Regions from separate parts of the Sus scrofa genome. Here regions 1 and 2 are each linked to region 3. The links are chromatin contacts, called in public HiChIP or PLAC-seq maps. All regions are on one chromosome and are shown on one strand. The core of a region is the stretch at or near the end of the contact, and the rest is flanking DNA. Distances in the headings are between cores, read along the strand shown. Region 1 overlaps ZBTB20 (zinc finger and BTB domain-containing protein 20). Region 2 overlaps ZBTB20 (zinc finger and BTB domain-containing protein 20). Region 3 overlaps ZBTB20 (zinc finger and BTB domain-containing protein 20).

The links. HiChIP or PLAC-seq counts read pairs in DNA pulled down with a chosen protein or histone mark.
Region 1: a contact with region 3 is called in an H3K27ac HiChIP or PLAC-seq map of skeletal muscle, with 8 times the contacts expected there. The contact joins two enhancer-like sites. A contact is called at or near these places in 4 of 47 Hi-C or Micro-C datasets (embryonic fibroblasts, heart right ventricle, liver and 1 more) and 1 of 2 datasets of contacts at active chromatin or transcription factors (skeletal muscle).
Region 2: an H3K27ac HiChIP or PLAC-seq map of skeletal muscle shows a contact between it and region 3, with 5 times the contacts expected there. The contact joins two enhancer-like sites. A contact is called at or near these places in 1 of 47 Hi-C or Micro-C datasets (skeletal muscle) and 1 of 2 datasets of contacts at active chromatin or transcription factors (skeletal muscle).

The regions. Positions count from the first base shown.
Region 1 is chr13:145,234,310-145,238,222 of Sscrofa11.1, reverse strand. All of the region lies in intron 3 of ZBTB20 (zinc finger and BTB domain-containing protein 20), which reads right to left. Among named protein-coding and RNA genes, the nearest start is that of ZBTB20, 380 kb to the right of the region's middle. Within about 2 kb of position 1,697, at least 36 of the 83 cell types and tissues checked have an H3K27ac peak or open chromatin away from gene starts, as enhancers often do. A contact at or near this core is called in liver and skeletal muscle, where this site is marked.
Region 2 is chr13:145,329,782-145,333,376 of Sscrofa11.1, reverse strand. All of the region lies in intron 4 of ZBTB20 (zinc finger and BTB domain-containing protein 20), which reads right to left. Among named protein-coding and RNA genes, the nearest start is that of DRD3, 440 kb to the left of the region's middle. Within about 2 kb of position 1,811, at least 23 of the 83 cell types and tissues checked have an H3K27ac peak or open chromatin away from gene starts, as enhancers often do. A contact at or near this core is called in skeletal muscle, where this site is marked.
Region 3 is chr13:145,594,899-145,598,544 of Sscrofa11.1, reverse strand. All of the region lies in intron 6 of ZBTB20 (zinc finger and BTB domain-containing protein 20), which reads right to left. Among named protein-coding and RNA genes, the nearest start is that of DRD3, 170 kb to the left of the region's middle. Within about 2 kb of position 2,259, at least 47 of the 83 cell types and tissues checked have an H3K27ac peak or open chromatin away from gene starts, as enhancers often do. A contact at or near this core is called in liver and skeletal muscle, where this site is marked.

The DNA.
Region 1 (3,913 bases), core at 448-2,947, 360 kb after region 3:
AAATAATGGATCAAATTGTGCCCTCAAATGGTCACAAGAAACTTTAAGGAGGCTGCCTCTTGAAATTTGAGGACAGAATGTTATCCAGTGGGAATTAAACCTTTAAAAATACATTTTCTAAACTTTCTGAACTCTCTTCTACATATTAAGAGAAACCATTTTTTAATAAAATAGGATATAGTAAGGAAAAATTGTAACCAGCATAATATTACATGGTTCAAGGAAAAGATTAGGAGGGAAAATATGTTTTATATATTTATATCTTGAAATTCTGATTATCTAAAACCTATGAGAGTCATCTGATTTAATTTTTCAGTGATTGCCAGGCTTTCCATTTTTATTATTATTCCTATTATTATTACTATCATGTAGATGTTTTATTGTTAGAGCACTTTGCAATTATTAATTAGTTAATTTAGTTTAAATTATGTCTGTGCCTTTGTTTTAAATCCATGTTATTCCTAGTTATTACAATCCTAAAATACTATTTCACCAGCCAATTACTCACATTTTAAAAACATTTTGTTGTCGATGAAAGCACATTTTCCAGGTTTTCACAGAATATGAAATTCATCCTCAGTGAATATATGTGATTTGATAATGTTCTTCACATAACCTAGCTGTACTTAGGAGACCACCTCTGTTTCTTAATGTCAACATTTTGTATATAGAATGAGCCTTCATTTCCACACATATTTTTATGTATTTAAATTCAGTTTTGAAAAAAGTCTCTAACGTAGTCTCACTTATCTTACAATGTCCACAAAACTCAGTAGTCTGATCAACACTTCAGATAAAAAGACCGCACAATTGACAATAAGGACATTTTGCTTATTACAGAAGCCCAAAGTTTAAGTAACTATTCCAGAACCATAACGCCCCTTTAGAAATTCTGAACAAGAACTAGCTCGACGCTAATGTAAAACAGAGTTTACTTTAAAAAATAAATGCAAGAGTTGTACCCAAATGTGTTTGGGACACTGTTAAGACAGGTCAAAATTAACAATACTGAGCATAACTAAAGAGCTTTAAATCAAGTGATAGTCTTATACAAATAGCCACAAATACCTGAGTAAAGTTTATAAGTATTATTGGGGCAAAACATTAACATGCTCTTTTGCTGATAAAGATACAAAGTAACTCTGTGAAAACCTCCCTCCTTCTCATTTCTCTAACTTTCACAATAAATGCAGTACTGAAACCAAATTCTCAGTCAACGCAGAAATGCGCCGAGCAGTATTCCAATAAACAACAAATTGATTAAAAAAAAAAAGACCCCACCAGATTAAAAATTTCCCCCATCTTTCCCTTGCTTCCCCTTGTTCTTTCACTTTCCATGCACACACAATCACACTTACCTGCACAAGTCTGAAACATCAGTCTATGTAATTTTTTTGAAATGTACTCTGTACCGATGCATTTTTCTGTGTTTCTTTCTAACCCTCGGGAATGTTAAGAATTTAGGAAGAGAGCCACAGCTTAAGAGAGCAATTATTTGCCAGTAAATACTCAATTTGCTTGTCCTGTGATTTTTCTTCTAACTTGCATATTCAATAATCCGTCCCTGACTGCGTCACGAGCACAAAAAGTCTTTTCTCCAAAGGAGAACACTTTCGCCAATCAACCTTCAGCCATGCCAGGGCACAGCTCGTCAGGGTGATTTGTTAGCTTTAATTAATAATTCCTCACGCTGGCCATTTTAACAAATAACACAGTGAGACTGGGACTCTAGATGGCTATGATTCAGGCCGATAAAACTACAGTGGAAAAGAGGTGGGGAGGGGTGTGGGGGAAATTCAGACGCCGTTTATAAACACCTCTAATCATACTCTTTCAGTTTACAATATAGAGGACATCTCAGCGGAATTACCACGTTATGTCCACCAATTTGTATTCAGATGGGAGCCATATGTTCCTCCACTTTATCTGCTAAGGCCTCCTTGGTGCCAACACAGTCATCGGGCAGACAACATTTACAAAAGAGGTCTCTAGCCTCCAGATTGCAAAAGTTTACTGCAGGGTGAAGTTGAGAAATCAGACATGTACGGCACTTCTCAGTGAGCCTGTGTAGCAGTCCAGAAACACAAAGGTAAGAATTGTGAGTATCAGATTTACTTTTAACCTGCTGTCTGATACTGGGCATTTCATTTAATCTTTTCTTAAAAATCTCATACCTCATCCTCAAAACAGTTAACAATAATGGCTGATTGGTTCATGCATTCCACAAACATTTATTAAATCCCAACTATACGCCAAGCACTGTATTAAATGCTGAGAACATTTTTTTTAAAGTAAGACTTTTCCAGATAACTGACAGAATCCATGTTATTTATTATATAACAAACAGATAATGTGCTTGAACAAAGCCACCAAACAGGCAGCATGTGAATAAAACTAAGGATTCATAACACTGTCTGTATGGTTCAGTCAAGTAATCAGTACTTGAGTCCATGTGCCAAAGCGATGCTGCAAGTAAAAGCAAAGAATAAGAACAAGTAAAAAAGATGTTTTATTTCAAAGATTAGAAAACTTCCCTCAAAGTGACTAGAACACTTAGAAACATAGCAATCTGTTCATTAAGCAATGTAAATCATTTGAGGAACATGCAAAGATATGGGATATTTTATTCATGCCCTGATGTGCGTGTGTGTGTGTGTGTGTGAGACTGCAAGTTCATTAATTTATTGGATATATATTTATTGAGCACCTATTCCATCTTAACTGAATAATACTGGGTATGAAGAGATAAATAAAGCACAGTCCTTGTCTTTAAGAAGCGCACAATTTAGCCACCAGCCTCGAAAAAAGAAAAATCCAAGCAGAAAACTATAATACAATACAGTGAGAGCAATGTCATAAATACTCATAAAAGTATGAGGCAGGGCTTCTAGAAGTTATGTGTGGACTGTTTCTAAAGGTAAAGTGGGAATATCACCAGTAGGATAAAATTCTAGAGAGAGAAAAACCTTTGTGACCTTTCTAAAGTTTTTATTAGAATTAGATTGCTAGTTAAAAACTATGGTATTCAAAGCAGGATAATTCAGATACATAATGATAAACATTTCAGGATTTTAAAGGGAATTTCTTAAGAAAAAAGGATCCTCAAACTACAATATCTTGACATTATCAGAAAAGTAAGCAGTATCTCCAGAAGTGGTACAACAGTGACAATATATGTTATTCTTACTTTCAGTATGTTTCAGTTGTCTTGGGCAAATAGGAAGCATGACACACACACAGACTTTTTTTTCCCAGCCCATTTATCTTCTTTCACTATGTACATACTTGTATAGCTTCTATTTTCATTGAACCATAAGATAAATCATATCTGTATGACCATTAAAGGAAGTGGAAAATCTATATCAATTTAGTGGTTACATGTATTATTCTAGCCAGAGTACAGGCTTTTCATTACTAAGGGTGAAAATGTTGAGGAAAAGAAGTAATACCTCAATTCCAAAAAAAAAAAAAGTCTTTTTCAGAATGAGTAAATGTTCCTAAAAACTGCATAGAGTTCTTAATGACATTAAATGTTTTTTATGTTAAACTCAATAATGAGGCAGTTACCAGACTACTACATTTACCATAAATCATTAACAACTAGCCAGAACTGATACAATTATTAATTTATTCAACACATATACATTGAGGTCCTGATATGTACCAAGTGCTTCCCAGGTACTGTTTGATTTTTTATTTTTGTAATGTTTATATTTAGTAAGTTTACCATTTATTGAGTGCTTACTATATGCTAGTAACTGATCTGAGAACATTACATATATTATCTCATTTAATCCCCACAATATTATGAAGTATCTACTATTAACATCTCCATTTAATAGATTATGAAACTCATGAGCGGTGAATCTAGATATTTGCCATATGGATTCATTCTAAATAATGAGACCAGTGC
Region 2 (3,595 bases), core at 562-3,061, 260 kb after region 3:
TTTAACCTTAACTCTTTGGATTTTTTTTTAATTCCATTTCTCTGATTATTTTCTCATCTGTTTCCTACTTAGAATTGAAATCAGACTCAATCATAGTACTCATCACTTGTTCTAACAATATACATTTCTTGCCCTTTCCAACATTAGTAGCTTACTTCTTCTATCATATAAGCTTGCTCTCCACCATACAATTCTTCCTCATTTCATGGAGCAGCAGTAGCATGGAAATCTCAGATGGAAGCAATAAGTGGTCAAAAAATACCCATGGAATCAAAGAATCCTTAATAGGCTATCTAGTTCTGTCCTTTAGAAATCAGCTTCATATCCATCTCTTCCAGCGAGTCACTTATTACTCCATCTCACCAATTTACCATGACAGATTGATATAACCGACCAATTATTAATTTTTTTTTAATGTATCAACAACATTCCAGGTGCTGAGAGGAAAACAAACTTAGAACAAGACAAGTTCCTTAGCTACAAATACATTACACATTAGTTAGGGAGATTCCTACCCATCACACAGTTACCTACAATATAACCTTTATTCAACTTATTTCACCAATCTCTATGTATGCATTTATTCCAATATGTTGTTATTTCATTTTTTCCTTTCTGTTTGTAATAGTTTCATAAGGCTATTCATTTCAAGAGTCTAACTGGCTTCCTATCGATATCCATCCATTAAACCTTGAGAACTGAGGGTCAAGTGGAGCCCTGTGGCTCCTATTAGGTCCCTCTGGTGGAACTCAGTCCTTGCTGCCTCATCCAAGCTTCCTCACCCAGCTTGTAATCAACTTAACTTTTAAAGTCTTTGTACACATTAGGTAATATCTGTCCTCTGTACTCCCAGGGGGCTGTGGTCACTGCCTAGCTAGGAAGCCCTACCCTTCATTATTCAGCCACAGCTTGAAGAATATTCTAATTCTAACCTTCCGCCCTCTGATGGACCAGCTGCATCAAAGCCTGTATTCCCTTATTTGTTTGTTTTTTTCCTAAAGCAGAATCACTATTTCAAACTAAGTCATTTATTAGAAAAGTAAGGACTCTGGATTCAAATTTTCAAAACATGTCTCTTCTGTGAACCATGGAAAATCTAAACTGAATTATGCTTCATATTAGAGTTAGGACTCATGTGGTCCCTTTTTCTCTGGCCCTCTGGATCCTTGCATGCTGTTCAGGGGAAGTTGCTGGCTTTTGAACTGACAGTTTAGAAATGAAGGCATTTTTCTTTTAGGGAGAATAGTCCTTCAGTGATTCAAACAACGAGCCTTGTGATCAAAATAATTCATAAAGGAAAAGATTTATGAAGTGACTTCACTAGCACACAATGCATTTTTTAAACTTTGTTTTTTAAATAAATCTGTCAGTACACAAGCCAAGACAACACATCTGAATGCAATATCAGTGGACACACCCTGAATCTCTTTTCCTTTGCTTGTCCAAGACTGTGGCAGAAAAGGAAAATACTTCTCTTTGTCTTTTTAAAACTTGATATTAGTTTTTTAAGAAAAATAAAAATGTGAGTTCTATGAAAAGACTTTTAAAAACTGTGCATACTATCATTTACTACATAAAGCCTGCCTTTAAAAAATGCATTTTCCATCTACCACTTGTGCTTGTTTAAGAAAATAAAAAATAAATAAAGAAGTCTAACTTATAATGAATCCCTCTGGCATAAGGAAGCCTGTTCTAATCTCCCTTTATCAGGTTTGAGTGATAGTTCTGCTCAACGAGTATTGACAAGGCCGTCCTGTTTCTCAGGCTTTCGTTTCCCTCAGTTGGAGAAGGATACAGTGCATTTTCACATTCTCAAAGTCTGCAGTTGTTTTTATATAAGAAGCAATTTGCTTGGGTCACGTCAGGTCGAATGGGATGCCTGCCCAGCTCTTGGTTTTAAAGGAAAAACATACAGAAAGACACAAAAACACAGCAGTTTCCTTCATTAAATTCCACTCTACCTGCCATGGGCTTCTAGCCACAATGGAATTTCCCACCCTGGCCTAGACTAGCCTGACTTTTATTTTTAGGGATTTTTTTCCCCCCCTTAAATCTTATGAGCTTTCTTTCAAGTGAACTTTGAGGTAAGGATTATTAAATGATAGAGTAATTGCCTGGTTTAAAAAGAATCAGAAGTGAGAAACAAATGCCTGGTGACCTTCCGTAGTATTGTTGGATAACCACTCCCTAGAAAAGAGCCTTTCAAAAAACTGTTCATAATCAGTACAACAAGACAGGTAACATAGTTCAAAACAAAAAACCGAATCACGAAATGAAAATGGCAAGGTTACCTTTTAAGTCAGACCCTCTACTTACCATACGTTGGATAGAAAGAATTTTAGGGGAAAAAATATAAGTAACTAAGAAAACAACCAAGTCCATAGATAGAGAAGAGGGGAGAGAGAGAGAGGGAAAAAGGCAGGCTTTTGGACCATTCTCTTCTGAAAACCATTTATGCTTTTGCCCATAGCCTGGGGGCAACTGATTTAATCAGGGTTGTTCATGTGGATTATCTAAACTATGAAAAGCAACAGGGAGAACTTCCCAAGAAATACAGACTAGGTCGGCTGCAAAACACTTGGTTTGCGGCCTGGAGCTAAGTAGTCTGTTCACATTGTACTCAGGGTCTTAAGGAGAGTGGATCAATGCCTCTGTAATTCTTTGTCCCTTTGATCTACCTCACTATTTGGTGTCTCTTGGCATTACGAAAGCTCTCAAAAATGACCCTGCCTAGTTAACTGATTTACAGTCTGGAGACAAAAAAAAAAGGAAAGAAAGAAAAAAGTCTAGTAATGAGGGAGAAACAATGTACCTTCTTTCTATCTTTTCTCAACATAAATAAAGACTGAAAGATGTGGTTTTGGGAGATGTGAACCCCACTCTCCCTACATTAACAATAGCCTTGTCAGAGCCAAATTGAGGCCTTATCTCAACAAATTCTCTTTGAGACATATCAAGTTGGCCCTCTCACTGATTTTTTTTTCAAGTGGATTTTGCATAATCTTTTTTCAAATGACAAAGTTTACTTTTCAGGCATGTCATTTGCTTTGTTGCTCTTCTTTACTCGTTTCAGCTTCTTATCCTCAAACCCATTTCCTTGTTAAAGTTGACTGTTAATGCAGCCATTCCATTAGTATCACAGCACATTTATAAACCAAAGTCTAGTTCACTCTACCTGGCTTCGAAAACCATTTGCTGCTTGAGGCCATTTCATGAGTTTGTCCACTCATATGAATAAACAACAATTTGTCTATAATGTGAATTTGGAAAACAAAAGAGCAGCTGCATGGAACTAAGTCTACAGAGGCCAAAATTGCTGCCACAGGTTTCATGGCTGCTACCCCTGCATGAGCTATATTCTACATTAACTTCATCTTAGATATTAGGATTCTGCTTCTTAAATGGATTCCACTTTCCTCCAGGAAAACCAAGTGGTTTACCCTGACATTTAACAGTGATTTAGTGATTTTAGAGTTTCTTCTAACTCTAAATGTTCATGAGACTCGTGAACTTGTATCTAGACAATTAATCTGAGCATTTTAGCAGTTCCCTGAGGCTGCATATGGTCTCTCACAGACCCTTGCAAGCCTTGAGA
Region 3 (3,646 bases), core at 1,010-3,509:
CCCACCACCTTGATTTTTTTTTTTTTCTTTTTATAGCTGCACCTGTGGCATATGGAAGTTCCAGGCTAGGGATCACATTGGAGCTGCAGCTGCCGGCCTAGGCCACAGCCACAGCAACACCTGAACTGAGCTACGTCTGTGACCTACACCACAGTTTGCATCATCGCCATATCCTTAACCCAACGAGTGAGGCCAGGATCTAACCCACATCCTCACAGAAACAATGTCAGGTCCTTAACCTGCTGGGCCACAATGGGAACTCCCCCCTTGACTTTTCTAGCTTTGCTTTCATTAAACCTGAGGTGACTGCGGTAGCCTGGCCTAAGGTGAATTCCCTACCTGCTCTCCCTTAGCTCCCATGTCCCATATCTTAGCCTTTCACATACCTTGAGTATTCCCAGAACATCCTGGGAGATCTATATCTTTGGCTCTGTATCTTTACTCAGGTTATTTCCCTCGCTTTGAATGACTTTTTAAAAACTCTAATAGCTGAAATCATATCTTTCCTTTATACTTATTAAATATTGTCTCCATCTCATCTTGTAATTATCTCGATTCCTCTCTACCATATAGGACTTCTCTAGCTCGTTCTCAATTTTCTCTGAAATCTCCAAGCACTCTGTACTTCTCTTATTTTACTCATTAAAATTTTGTTTCAATAATGGTTATTTATGTGCTTATTCCCTATGAGACTGTAAACTCTCTGAGGGTAAAAAAATGTCGTAGCTATTTTTGAATTCCCCATGTTCATCCATTTGTTCCTTCCTCCTTCCCTCCCCCTACTCATTTATTCATGTATTCATTTCACAAATACTTATAATGTGTCTATGATGTGCCAGCATGAGCTAGGAAATAAAACAAGCTGGTTTCTGCCCTCCCAGACTTGCGGTCTAATGTATACTGTTAAGCAGAGTAGCTTAGACAAAGCTGTCATTCAATATAGGTTTGTTGATGGAATGAAATTGAGTTGAAATGAAAGTTTATTTCGAGAATAGCTATAGTCTGAATCCCAATTAAGTCTCCTACTCCTTATGCAGCAGTGAAATCTACCTTGATTGGCTGTTTTTCCTCTGAACCCATGAAGGGCATCTGATCAGAGTAGGACCATTTTGCTCACTAAAGCTAGGCTGGTCCTCATGAGTCATTTAAATATCAGGATGAAACACTAGTGACAGATATCACTTAGAAAAAATATTTAAGATGCTCATGGACAAAGCCTTCAGCTGTGTGTTTCAGGGAATTAAGGAATGTCTCTTTCAAACAAGAGTACATGGCCAACTCACCAACATTGCTCTTTTAACTTTGCAAAAGTTGCATTGTTCTTTTTATCAATGGCCTTGCTTCCCTCCATAGATTTGATTCTGCTTCCTACATGAGTCGGGCACCATACCCTCCTGTTTGTTGTCTCAAGGGTCACCTCTGGAGAACATAGCATAGAGGCATTGCAACCACTTCTATGTGTAGAAAATACTGAAGCCTCAACCCTTTGGCCTCACCCCTCTGTTTGCCTAGTGTCATTCACTTATACTCCTGCACAGATAACAGAGATCCACTCACTCTCCTTAGAAACAATTCCTTTCCCACCTCACTCTTCTCCAATAATTCTAGACTCCCTTTTTCCAGAGCTGGGAAACACTAAGACAACAACAATCTAAGTCTAGACATGCACAGATGTCGTTTTGACCCTATTTTTGCAGTTCGTAGTTTATTAAGGAGGAAAAAGTAACTCATGTAGTAATTAGTTGCAAATAACCTTCTTTGGTTGTGTAAAAGAATTATATAAACATGGCACATCTGAGGGCAAGTCTCTCCCAGCCCCGGTGGCTGTGCATTATCCCCTGGAGCCTTTAGAGGGCAGCAGCACACCGGATGACTCCAGGCAGCTTGTCAGGCGAACTCCTCACCAGACCAGAACCTTCCTCCTGGTCACCATGCCAAAGGTTGGTTTGCCAAGCTCTGGCCGCTTAGCCTCTTTCTTTCTTTTCAGTTTCTCTCTCTCTTCTTCTCAATCTCTCTCTCTCTCACCCTCTCTCCCTCCCAACCTCTCTCCCTCAATGTTAAAATTATACACTCTGATGAAGTCGCCCCTCAACCGGAAAATGAAAGCTCCAATGAAAAAGTTAGACGAGCCAACGACAACAAAGAAAGAAACTGGGAGAAAGGGGAAAGGGGGCTGGTGAGGGGGAAGGATTTAAGAACAAGAAAAGGGCAGATGTTTCGTAAATATATGCAAAGCAAAACTGGGTGTACCCTGAACACTTCCACAGAGAAACAGACCAATCATTGTGCACTTCCTCCCGCCACACTGGTGGAGCTCTGCATTCAAAAAAAAAAAAAAAAGAAAAAGAAAAAGTGTGGCCGTAGGCACCTGCCTTTCAACGGTCAGTTCTGACCTTCTGACTATCTCCCAATTGTCCAAAGAGAACAAAAACATTTTCATCTCCCCACTGCAAACCTTTCTGTTATGAGAAAAAGGCTGCTTCACAAACTAGGGAGGTGTTTTAAGGTGACAGGGCAGCTGAGTTAGCCAGCAGGATCTACTGGTTTTTAACTCTCATCATGCTGGCCCTGGCAACACGTTTTGGGCTGAAACATAGCAGTGAGTAAGGTTGTGGATGATGTTGGCTCTCTCCTTACCAGACCATATTGTATGGGGAAAGAAATATACATGAAAACATATTGAGGAGATGGGAGGTATTAAGCATGTTAAATACATGGAAATTAACTAGATCGGTGGCATTTGATGTATAGATTTCACACGTCTTTGCACATATTGCACACATACAGTGATGGCAATGCTTGCTGCAACATATGGAAAATAAATATTTTATCTGTGCGAGTTCTCATCAGTCTCTAGGGGCTGCTGAGAGGAGAGTATTCTCTTCTGTCTCCCTCTCCCAGTTTTCTCTTCTCGCTCAGTTCCCACCCTTTCCTGCACATTAATGTGCCTTTCACTTATCAGCCTGGCTGGATGGAAAAGAATTAGTCAGAACCTCCTTTTGATAAACAGTCATTGGATCATGACAACTTTGACCCATGACCCTCCTCATCAACCCCTCCTCTGTGCCCCCGCCCTGATTTTTTTTGGCTTGGTAACCATTTCCTTTCTCTCTTTCCCAGTGGTGCATGGAAGAGGCTTGGGGAGGGGGGCATAGGGGAGGTGGTACCAAAATACCCCAGTGGAGGTTGGTGGTAGACCTGAGGTACACCATCCAGTAGCTGTGTGCCCTAGGGACATTCCTTTGCTTCTCTGGGCCTCAGTTTTTTCATCCATAAAATGGAAATAATAGAACTTACCTTAAAAGGTAAGTTCTAAGGGCTGATGTGAGGATTACATGAGATAATTCCTATAAGAGAGTGGCACAGTGCTGGCACACGGAGTGCCCCGTGATGGTAGCTCTTTCACAGAGTGTCAGTTCTGTGGTTTTCATCATTTCAGCTATAAGGAGGTACTTCCTTTATCTTAGTAACCTTTTTAATATCTAGATCAGGTCAGGGGCAAATGGATGGTAATTGTAGCAAAGGCAGAAAGAATCTAGGGTGAGCAATCCCTTCTTCAACATTTGGATTTTACTGTATCGCCCTCCTGACACATCTTTCTGCTCACATGTGGCTTGTTGCTGCTGCTCTACCATTAGCTCCTCTT